2 separate regions of the Callithrix jacchus genome follow, and region 2 is linked to region 1. A link is a contact called in public Hi-C data. All regions are on one chromosome and are shown on one strand. The core of a region is the stretch at or near the end of the contact, and the rest is flanking DNA. Distances in the headings are between cores, read along the strand shown. Region 1 overlaps RAPGEF2 (Rap guanine nucleotide exchange factor 2). Region 2 overlaps SPMIP2 (sperm microtubule inner protein 2).

Region 1 (4,322 bases), core at 1,260-3,759:
TAGAGGGATAGAGGATAATTTGTTGTAAATAAGTAATTTTCAATGTGTTTTTTTTGGCATAATCATATATTTGGAAGCACAAGTCTAAGCTGGCCAGAAGCCTGTATAATAACAGCAGTATAGGTGAGCAAAAATGGAACCCTGAACTCTAGCAAAGGGCTTCAATAGAGACTTGGGAGGGGAACCCACAGAATGTGATGATAGGCTGTGAAGAGGGAGGAGCTTGGGAAGATGTCTCTTTATCTTTTGGTTGGGTGGTATTGGTGAGACAGCAGATACAGGAAAATAAAGCTGTTTTTCTATTTTTTTGTCATGGGTGGCTGGCCCTCTGAAATTCCTTTTTGTCCCCAAGTAGTTATTGGAACCTTTATTAGTCTTCATTTTATTTCCCTTGTTTTATAGACATGGGACCAATAGCCTTAGGTGATGATTCCTGTCTCCTTCTCTCCAGATGCCAACAGCTTTGTCCTTTGAATGCGATACTCTTTGGTATTACATCCTGGATAGTATAAAGTGACCTTTCCAAAATAACACCAAAATTGGTATTTGATGCTATACGTGGTTCTCAGTTGTGCAGAACCCGTCTGTGGTAGCCGTGTCATGGGCTCACCTCAGCCACTATTTCTGGACATTTTGCCTGTGCTCATCTTACCTATTCTTATTCACAAAGCAGTTGCCATCCTTTTGGTTCTCTGTTTTAATGACCTTGTTAATGCTGCCCATATGAAACATTCAGAGGAGCTTCCTCACTCCCCTGGGCCGCTTCAGGCTTGGCCCATGCCATATTGCACTTGCTCTGCTAAAAAGGGAGGAAGTCTCCCCTTGTAGCCCATATACCCTCCTTGTTCCATATTTTGCCAGGATCATCTGGGAAAGCACTAACTTCTGGTTCCAGATTGCTTAGATTCTACATGGGTACCATTCTTTCTGTTTCTATGTGTTGCTTCTCCACCCCCCACCCCCCACCCAAAACTTAGATGCCCATGTTTGTGGCTGTTGGGAGCCTTGTTTTGAGCTGATGACCATGCTAGGCTCAGCATCCTTTGCCCACAGCCACCTCTCCAGAACCTGCCACTCTGTTTTGTCAGTCCCCTTTGGCTTTTTTTTTTTTTTTTTTTTGAGATGGAGTTTCACTCTTGTTGCCCAGGCTGGAGTTCAGTGGTACGATCTTGGCTCAATGCAACCTCTGCCTCCTGGGTTTAAATGATTCTCCTGCCTCAGCCCTGCGAGTAGCTGGGACTACAGGCGCCTGCCACCATGCCCTGCTAATTTTTGTATTTGTAGTATAGATGAGGGTTTCACTGTTTTGGCCAGGCTGGTCTCGAACTCTTGACCTCAGGTGAGCCACTGCGCCAGGCTACCATGAGCAATCTTTTTGGCTGACTGGGCTCCCCTTAAGTTTTCACATTGTATTAACAGCTGAATGAAGTAGCATTTTCACAGTCACTTTCTTGCCCTCTTATATAATTGTCTTTGCTGATTTAATCAGTTTTCTTTGGACTTGGTAGTTCTTTCAATCCCCTTGTCAGCTTCAACTTGATCACTTACTGGCTGCCTCCTTAAATGAGAATGTGGACCGGCACAGACAGCTCTTTCCCATGGAGAGAGTGCCACCTTGTGGATCTCTAGGATATTGCCAAGGAGGCTCTTAGATCCTGGCGCCATTTTTCCATTTAAGTTCACATCTTTGACTTCAGACACTTTAATACCTTACCTGGGTTCCTATCTATTCAATTCATACTTACTAAGGAAATATCTGCGTGCCAGTCAAGCATTATGTAGTGTATATATTGGGGGTACTTAAGAGTTAGAGGAGTTGAATAACTATTGGGGAGAAACTCCTAATGTAAATAATTATGACACTCTGGCATCTGCTTCACATGAGCATGGACACAGAGTTCTGGGAAGCTGGAAGAAAATGACTCACTTTCCTTGGAATATACCAAAACGCTTCTCAGAGGAGGTGATAGTTAACCTGGAACTAGAAGAATGAGTAATACATTTACAAGAGAAAATATACTATTTAGAAGCTAGACAGCAGGTTTGTTCAAAACCTTTATGGCATAGATGGAAAAAAGTGTGTGGCCTGGCTGAACAGGATGAAGTTTACAGCATAAGGAATGTTGGGGTTGGGAGCAGAAAGCAAAGCTGAAAGTTGTTCTTTTCAGAGACGATTACAAAAGAGGAAAGGAGATGAAGGGAACTAGTATTTTTTTCTAACCGTCATGCAAGGTTCTTTATATATAGTTTCATTAAATAAAAGGAGTGATGTGAAGAAGATACCAGTGTCTTCTCTTTTTCAGTTGAGGAACTATAATCTCAGAATTTGACTTTCCCAGGATCACATGGCTAGTGTGAAAGAAGGAATTTGTGCTCCAGAACCTGCACTCTGGAACCTGCACTCTTTGCACAGCCTTTTCCTCCTTCCTTCATGGGCTGTGCCAGGGGTCTGCACTTTCTCCTCTGAAGGACCGTGGGAGTTCAGCAGAAGGGTGTCATCTGATCTGATTTACCTGAGCAAATGATTACTGAAACGTTGCCCAGTTTCTACTAGGCTTGACGCCAGGTGTCTGCTTTAAAAGGATAGTTCATTGTAGTTGGAGGAAGATACTCAGGAGTAAGAAATCGTTAGAGAAAAACATTAAACAATGAAATTAGATGGGATAAGTTTTTTAGAGTTTGGAAAACAGTGAGAAGATTTTCTTAAAGTAGTGTTTGAGCCATCTTAAGGTACAGTGGATGGAGAGAGTTAAACATCTTGAACAGCGTGGCAGAGTTGGAAGGAACAGAAGGAAAGCAGTCAGTCAGGAGCAGTGGGTTATGTTGAGGGATAGTAAGAAGAAAGGTGGGAGAGGAGGGGGTCAGATCAAGTATTTCCCTCTTGCCCATTATTCTTGTTTTAGACTTGGGATAATGCTGAGTGGGGATCATGCAGTTCTGATTGCCTCAGAGGCTTTCTATCTGTTTACAGTGCAAGGTGAACTAATCATTTTATAAGGTCTGTTTGTGTTTTGTTTTCTTTGGCCTTATTAATTTCCTTCCTGTTGATGAAAAACAGAAACAGGAAACTTTTAAAGTGCCTTGTTATATACCAGGGCTTTTGTGACTTTTGTTTTGTCGATTGTAGGATTTGATTTCATTGTATTGAAATCAAATCAGTTGTCCATTGTGGTTCCTAGCTCATGATTCTGTGGTCAAATTCTGAGATTCTAAGAGAAATTAGGTCTTCTCTAAGCATACATTTGGCTGATTAGAGAGACTTGCAAGTACTGTGTTCCCATATGAACCTCTTTAGTCTGGATTTCTCTTTTCTGCCCAATACTGGTCGTGTCAGACAGATTATTTGGAAACCAGTCAGGATTCTTTCAAGCTTAAGCATTACTATTTCAGCAAACCTTGAAGGGGCTCCTTTGCTCATAATTAAAAGAAAAAAAAAAGCAATTATTTGAGAAAAATTAAAATAGCACTTTTTATTACAATGCACATACCTAATTGCATGGATATTGATAAAGTTGTACTTTTTTTTCCTTCCATTTGTTCCTCGTGAAACTTCATACCAAGATCATTTTTCTGAAACTTTTTCAAAGTTGGCAAGCCCCATACATAAGAATCATCCAGGATGTTTGTTTAAAAGTCACTTTGATGGATCTCCCATCTAATGATCAGAAACTGGGGAAATGGGTGGGATCGATGCATTTTAAATTAACATCTTAGATGAGTCGTTTGCATATCAAAGCTTGAGAACTACTGGATAGAATAGAATCTTAGTGTTAATCTTAGATATTTATTATTACTACCACTACACCTACTCCTTGAATTACAATGTGGTTTCATCCCAATAAACCCACCATATGTTGAAAATATCCTAAGTGAAAATGCAGTTAATGCCTCTAGCTTACTGAACATCATTGCTTAGCCTAATGATAAGATTTGGCTCTGTGTCCCCACCCAAATCTTGTGTCGAATTGTTGTCCTTAGTGTTGAGAGAGGGACCTGGTAGGAGGTACTTGGATTGTGGAGCAGATTTCCCCTTGCTGCTCTCCTAATAGTGGATGAGTACTCATGAGTTCTGGTTGTTTAACACTTCTCTCTCTGCTCTCTTTCCTGCTCTGCCATGGTAAGAAGCGCTTGCTTCCCCTTTGCTTTCCCCCATGATTGTAAGTTTCCTGAGGCCTCCCCAGCCATGCTTCTCACAGCCTGCGGAACTGTGAGTCAATTAAACCTCTTTTCAAGTTACCCAATCCCAGGCAGTTATTTATGGCAGAGAGAGAACTGACACATACACTTTGCCTAATGCAAACATCAGAACACTTACATTAGCC
Region 2 (4,183 bases), core at 294-2,793, 350 kb before region 1:
GATCTCTCTGTGTGGCATTTCTTCCTGCCAGGTATAGGACTGGACCTCTTCTGGAATTGGGGGTCTTATTACTTTCAGATAAAGTAGGTCTAAGAATTCCTTTGTAGCCAGCTCTTACACAGAAAGGCAAGGGAATGTTAGAGTAATAGTTCTAGGTTTCATGGCTGACTGGGGAAAAGGGGATCTAGTTTCTATGGCTTGCCTTGATGAAGAGGAATTTTAGTTTCTGTGGTTTGCCTTGCAGGGAGGATGGGGAGGAGAAGAAAGGAGGGCAGGAGAAGGTCTGAGACAGGGTTGACTTCTGAGGCCTTCCAGTGCCCTTTGGTTCAAAGTGCTCCTTATTTTGGGATATTGTTTTCTGAGCCCCAATACTGTGACAGGAGAAAAGTACCAACAAGTACCACTGGTCAACCTTGTCCTCTACCCGCCTGGAAGAAGTTGATTTGCTCAATATAAGGCAAGGAGAGAGGCAGGATCCTAGAGATATGGAAGGGGGCTTCTGGATTCTACAGGGGACTTTGGGAACTCTAGGGGGCAGGGCAGAAATATCTAATTGGGATGTTTTATTAGGTAATTTTGCATGACTCTGAGGAAAAGCTCTCTTCTAACTCCCTTCAAAATTCTCAGTAAAATTACCTCTTTACTGATACTTGAAATATGAATTTGGTTTGGGGGATTTAAGTCTGGTCTCAAGAAGGCAACCAGGTTAACTTATTGGGGCTAGCCACATGTGGGTAACAGTTCAGTTCAACAAAGTTCCATACATTCAGGAAGTAATTGCTAATTGCCTACGTGATAAGGCGCTGTTATGGGTACAATGGATGCAAAGATGATTAAGACCTACCAAACAAATTTTCTGTACATATCAGCTAGATAAAAGGAAAAGCATCTGATAGACCTTTGCTTTGGAAAGAAACTTGAGTCATCATGCTTGCTGATACTATCATAGACTTGTCCACCACTGTACCCCAGTTGCCTAGCACACCTGGCATTTCTTATTAATTGATAGCGAAGTAACTCCCAGAGCTCAGGTCAAGGAGTCAGGTTATTTACATTTGGCTACCAAAGTATAAATAAAAATATAATAGTTCATGTGGAGACACTGCTTTATCAGGTTATTTACATTTGGTTATAAAAGTATAAATAAAAATGTAATAGTTCATGTGGAGACACTGCTTTTTCAAGTGATATCCATGAGCATAGTATGCTGTGTTTACCAAAATCAATTTCCTTTGCCCTGTGATTTGCTTCAGAAAATGTTGACTGGCCATCTATAGCACCCTATTTTCTTTTCCACTGGACTGAGTGACATTTCAATGTCTGATTCCTTAGCTGTAGGGAAGTAAAGCAGAACAAGTCTGTTTTCTTCCATTCTTTCAAATCAGTAGATGTTCATCAAGCAGCTTGACTTGAAAGGAATACTTTGGCTACCTGAGAGGGACTAGTTCTTCCTCCCTGCCTGTTAGAAAAGTCTGGGCTGGCACTGTCAGCTCATACTTCCCAAGACACAACTGTAGGCATCTAATATGTAGCAGGAGGAGGCAGAGAAAGGCTCAGAGGCAAATAAGTAATCCAAGCAGAAAGCATATTGAAGAGTAGAGGTTTCTTTTTCACAGACAAGAGTAGCAGTAGGGGCTGGAAGGAAGGAGGATATGTATTGTATATATGGAGATGGAGGTTGGGAGACAGGATACTCTGTGGGGGAAAAAACTTAGTTGCCTAAACTTTACCTCAAAGTATAGAGTGAAGGAGTTCTTAGGAGGAAAGATGTGTAAGTAAGCATTGTGTATGGCATTAGTTACCAGGTGGCAATATGGTTATATGGTGTGGTAGAAATTTTGGTAGAAATCAGCAATCTACATTCTGAGTAATGATTATTTTGCATTTGTAATATGGGGCTGCTAATTTGTGTACTTGTATCCGTGACTCTTATTTCCTTTAATTTGTTTTCCTTTTTAAAGGATGTTTCCTTTGCTATTCAGAAATCTTAGGAAGAGAGAAATTGTAGTCTCCCCCTGCTGGATATGACTGGTAGAACCTGAATTTTAGGTTACTTGGCATAGATTTTTTTTTCCAATTTTTGGATTGTATTAAAATCCACATAACATAAAATTTACCATCTTAACCATTTATTAGGTTGATGCAAAGGTAATTGCAGTTTTTGTCATTTTTTAATGGCAAAGTATACAGTTCAGTGATATGAAATACATAATAAATGTGCAGTTCCGTGATATTAAATACATTGATGATGTTGTGCATTATGTAGCTACATAAGGACTAATTTTCCTCGACTTTCCAATTCTAAATTCTTCCTACAGCCTCACTAAGCAGTCTTTTGATCACACCTTTCCCATCTCCAAGCTCCTCTACATCTTCTTCCAGCAGTTACCAGCGCCGCTGGCTTCGAAGTCAGACAACAAGTTTGGAAAATGGCATCATTCCAAGGAGGTGAGTTGCAAGTTTCCTCTTGCCGAGAAAAGTACTAGTGTAGGCAGCTTGATGAAACTGGCAGGGCAACTGTTCGCGCCTATTGTCAGAGGAAAAAGAACCAAACTTTTTTATTAGCTTCAGCTTAGCCTGCAAGTTTACAAATTAGAAGTTCGAAGGAAAGAATAAATAAAAGCTAAAGTTTAAAAATCTCCTCCTTTTGAAGACACTAGGAAGTTTCTGAGTAGTTGTTTCATGAGCTAGATTGGGGGTTCATTTAAAATGGTGTGCTCTCTTTAAATAGGGTCCCTTCCAGATGTAGCTTTTATAAGTAATGAGGGAGATGAGTCTCTTTTTGGCCACCGTGATACCAATGTGGTATTCAAAAATATATGAAGTCAAGGGTCTGTGATATATTCTTTGTGAAATGTAAATTCTTAAACTAAACAGGTATGAAAAGATTATAAATAGAGATGGCATCTAGGTATTTTCTGCTTTCATTTCAGTTGGTTTTTGGATTTAAAGTTCAGTTGTGTGCAAAAATGTACATTTGATGTTACATTCATAGCTTCCAACTTTTTCTTCCTACAGTCCAAATACTTGAAGGGAAATTTTTTTTGTGTACCTATAAAAATTCACGTCAATTGGCCGGGCGCAGTGGCTCGCACCTGTAATCCCAGCACTTTGGGAGGCCAAGGTGGGTGGATCACGAGGTCAAGAGATCAAGACCATCCTGGTCAACATGGTGAAACCCCATCTCTACTAAAAATACAAAAAATTAGCTGGGCATGGTGGTGCATGCCTGTAATCCCAGCTACTCAAGAGGCTGAGGCAGGAGAATTGCCTGAACCCAGGAGGTGGAGGTTGCGGTGAGCCGAGATCGCACCATTGCACTCCAGGCTGGGTAACAAGAGCAAAACTCCGTCTCAAAAAAATAAAAAAATTCACATAAATTAACTGATTTAGTAAATTGACTATGCCTCACCATATGCAGGGATCTGTGAAGGTGTAAGACATTTCAGCTTTGTGCCTGTACTTAGTTTATGAGATGGTACACAAATAATGGCATAAAGATGTTATGTGATAAATATCATAGGCAGATATAAAGTGCTATGAGACTCAGGATGGAGGAAACACAGTGATGGTCATGGGGGGAAATAGGGAGCCCTTCTTAGAAGAGACGGCACTGAAGGGACAAGCTGAGAAACTGAGGGGTTGGGGGTGTGAGTAGCACACATCAGGTTGCTTGCCTCACTTCTGTCTCTTTCACAATCCTAGAAGCTAGCTGGAAAGAAAAAATTATAGCTTCATCACCCATCAAGAAGCTGCTTTTTGGTTGGTGGACTTGGGATTAAATGATTAAAAGCTTGGAATTTTGTGTGAACACAAGTCCTAGCTCTGTCACTCACTAGATGTATGATAGAGTAAGTTAACCTGGATTCTAGGCGTTGCATCCTCATCTGCAATGTGATAATACTAGCACAGCCTCAGAATGTTGCTGGGAGGGTTAAATGAGATAACGCAAGTTCAGTGTTTAGCCAAGACATAGGATATGGGCAATAAAATATGGCCACTGTGAATTATTTAGTATTATTATTGCTATCATTATCATTATCATTACTGCAACTGTCAGGAGAAGGCGCCACCACCATCCTCACTGGCATTATACCAGCTTCTGTGATTGGAAGAGATAAGTTTTGGAAACCATCCTTGTTCAACATCTTCTCTTTTCTGAAAAGGCTTTTTTATCCCTTCA

Evidence for each region. Hi-C and Micro-C count contacts between places; a contact is called where the count stands out from the background.
Region 2: a Hi-C map of skeletal muscle shows a contact between it and region 1, with 4 times the contacts expected there. The contact joins two enhancer-like sites. A contact is called at or near these places in 3 of 3 Hi-C or Micro-C datasets (induced pluripotent stem cells and skeletal muscle).

The regions. Positions count from the first base shown.
Region 1 is chr3:37,131,753-37,136,074 of calJac240_pri, reverse strand. All of the region lies in intron 3 of RAPGEF2 (Rap guanine nucleotide exchange factor 2), which reads left to right. Among named protein-coding and RNA genes, the nearest start is that of RAPGEF2, 110 kb to the left of the region's middle. Within about 2 kb of position 2,509, at least 4 of the 16 cell types and tissues checked have an H3K27ac peak or open chromatin away from gene starts, as enhancers often do. A contact at or near this core is called in skeletal muscle, where this site is marked.
Region 2 is chr3:37,484,446-37,488,628 of calJac240_pri, reverse strand. The region is part of intron 4 of SPMIP2 (sperm microtubule inner protein 2); the gene reads right to left. FNIP2 (folliculin interacting protein 2) reads left to right here. Exons shown (of 18, transcript XM_078366359.1): 9 at 2,319-2,448. Among named protein-coding and RNA genes, the nearest start is that of FNIP2, 95 kb to the left of the region's middle. Within about 2 kb of position 1,543, at least 5 of the 16 cell types and tissues checked have an H3K27ac peak or open chromatin away from gene starts, as enhancers often do. A contact at or near this core is called in skeletal muscle, where this site is marked.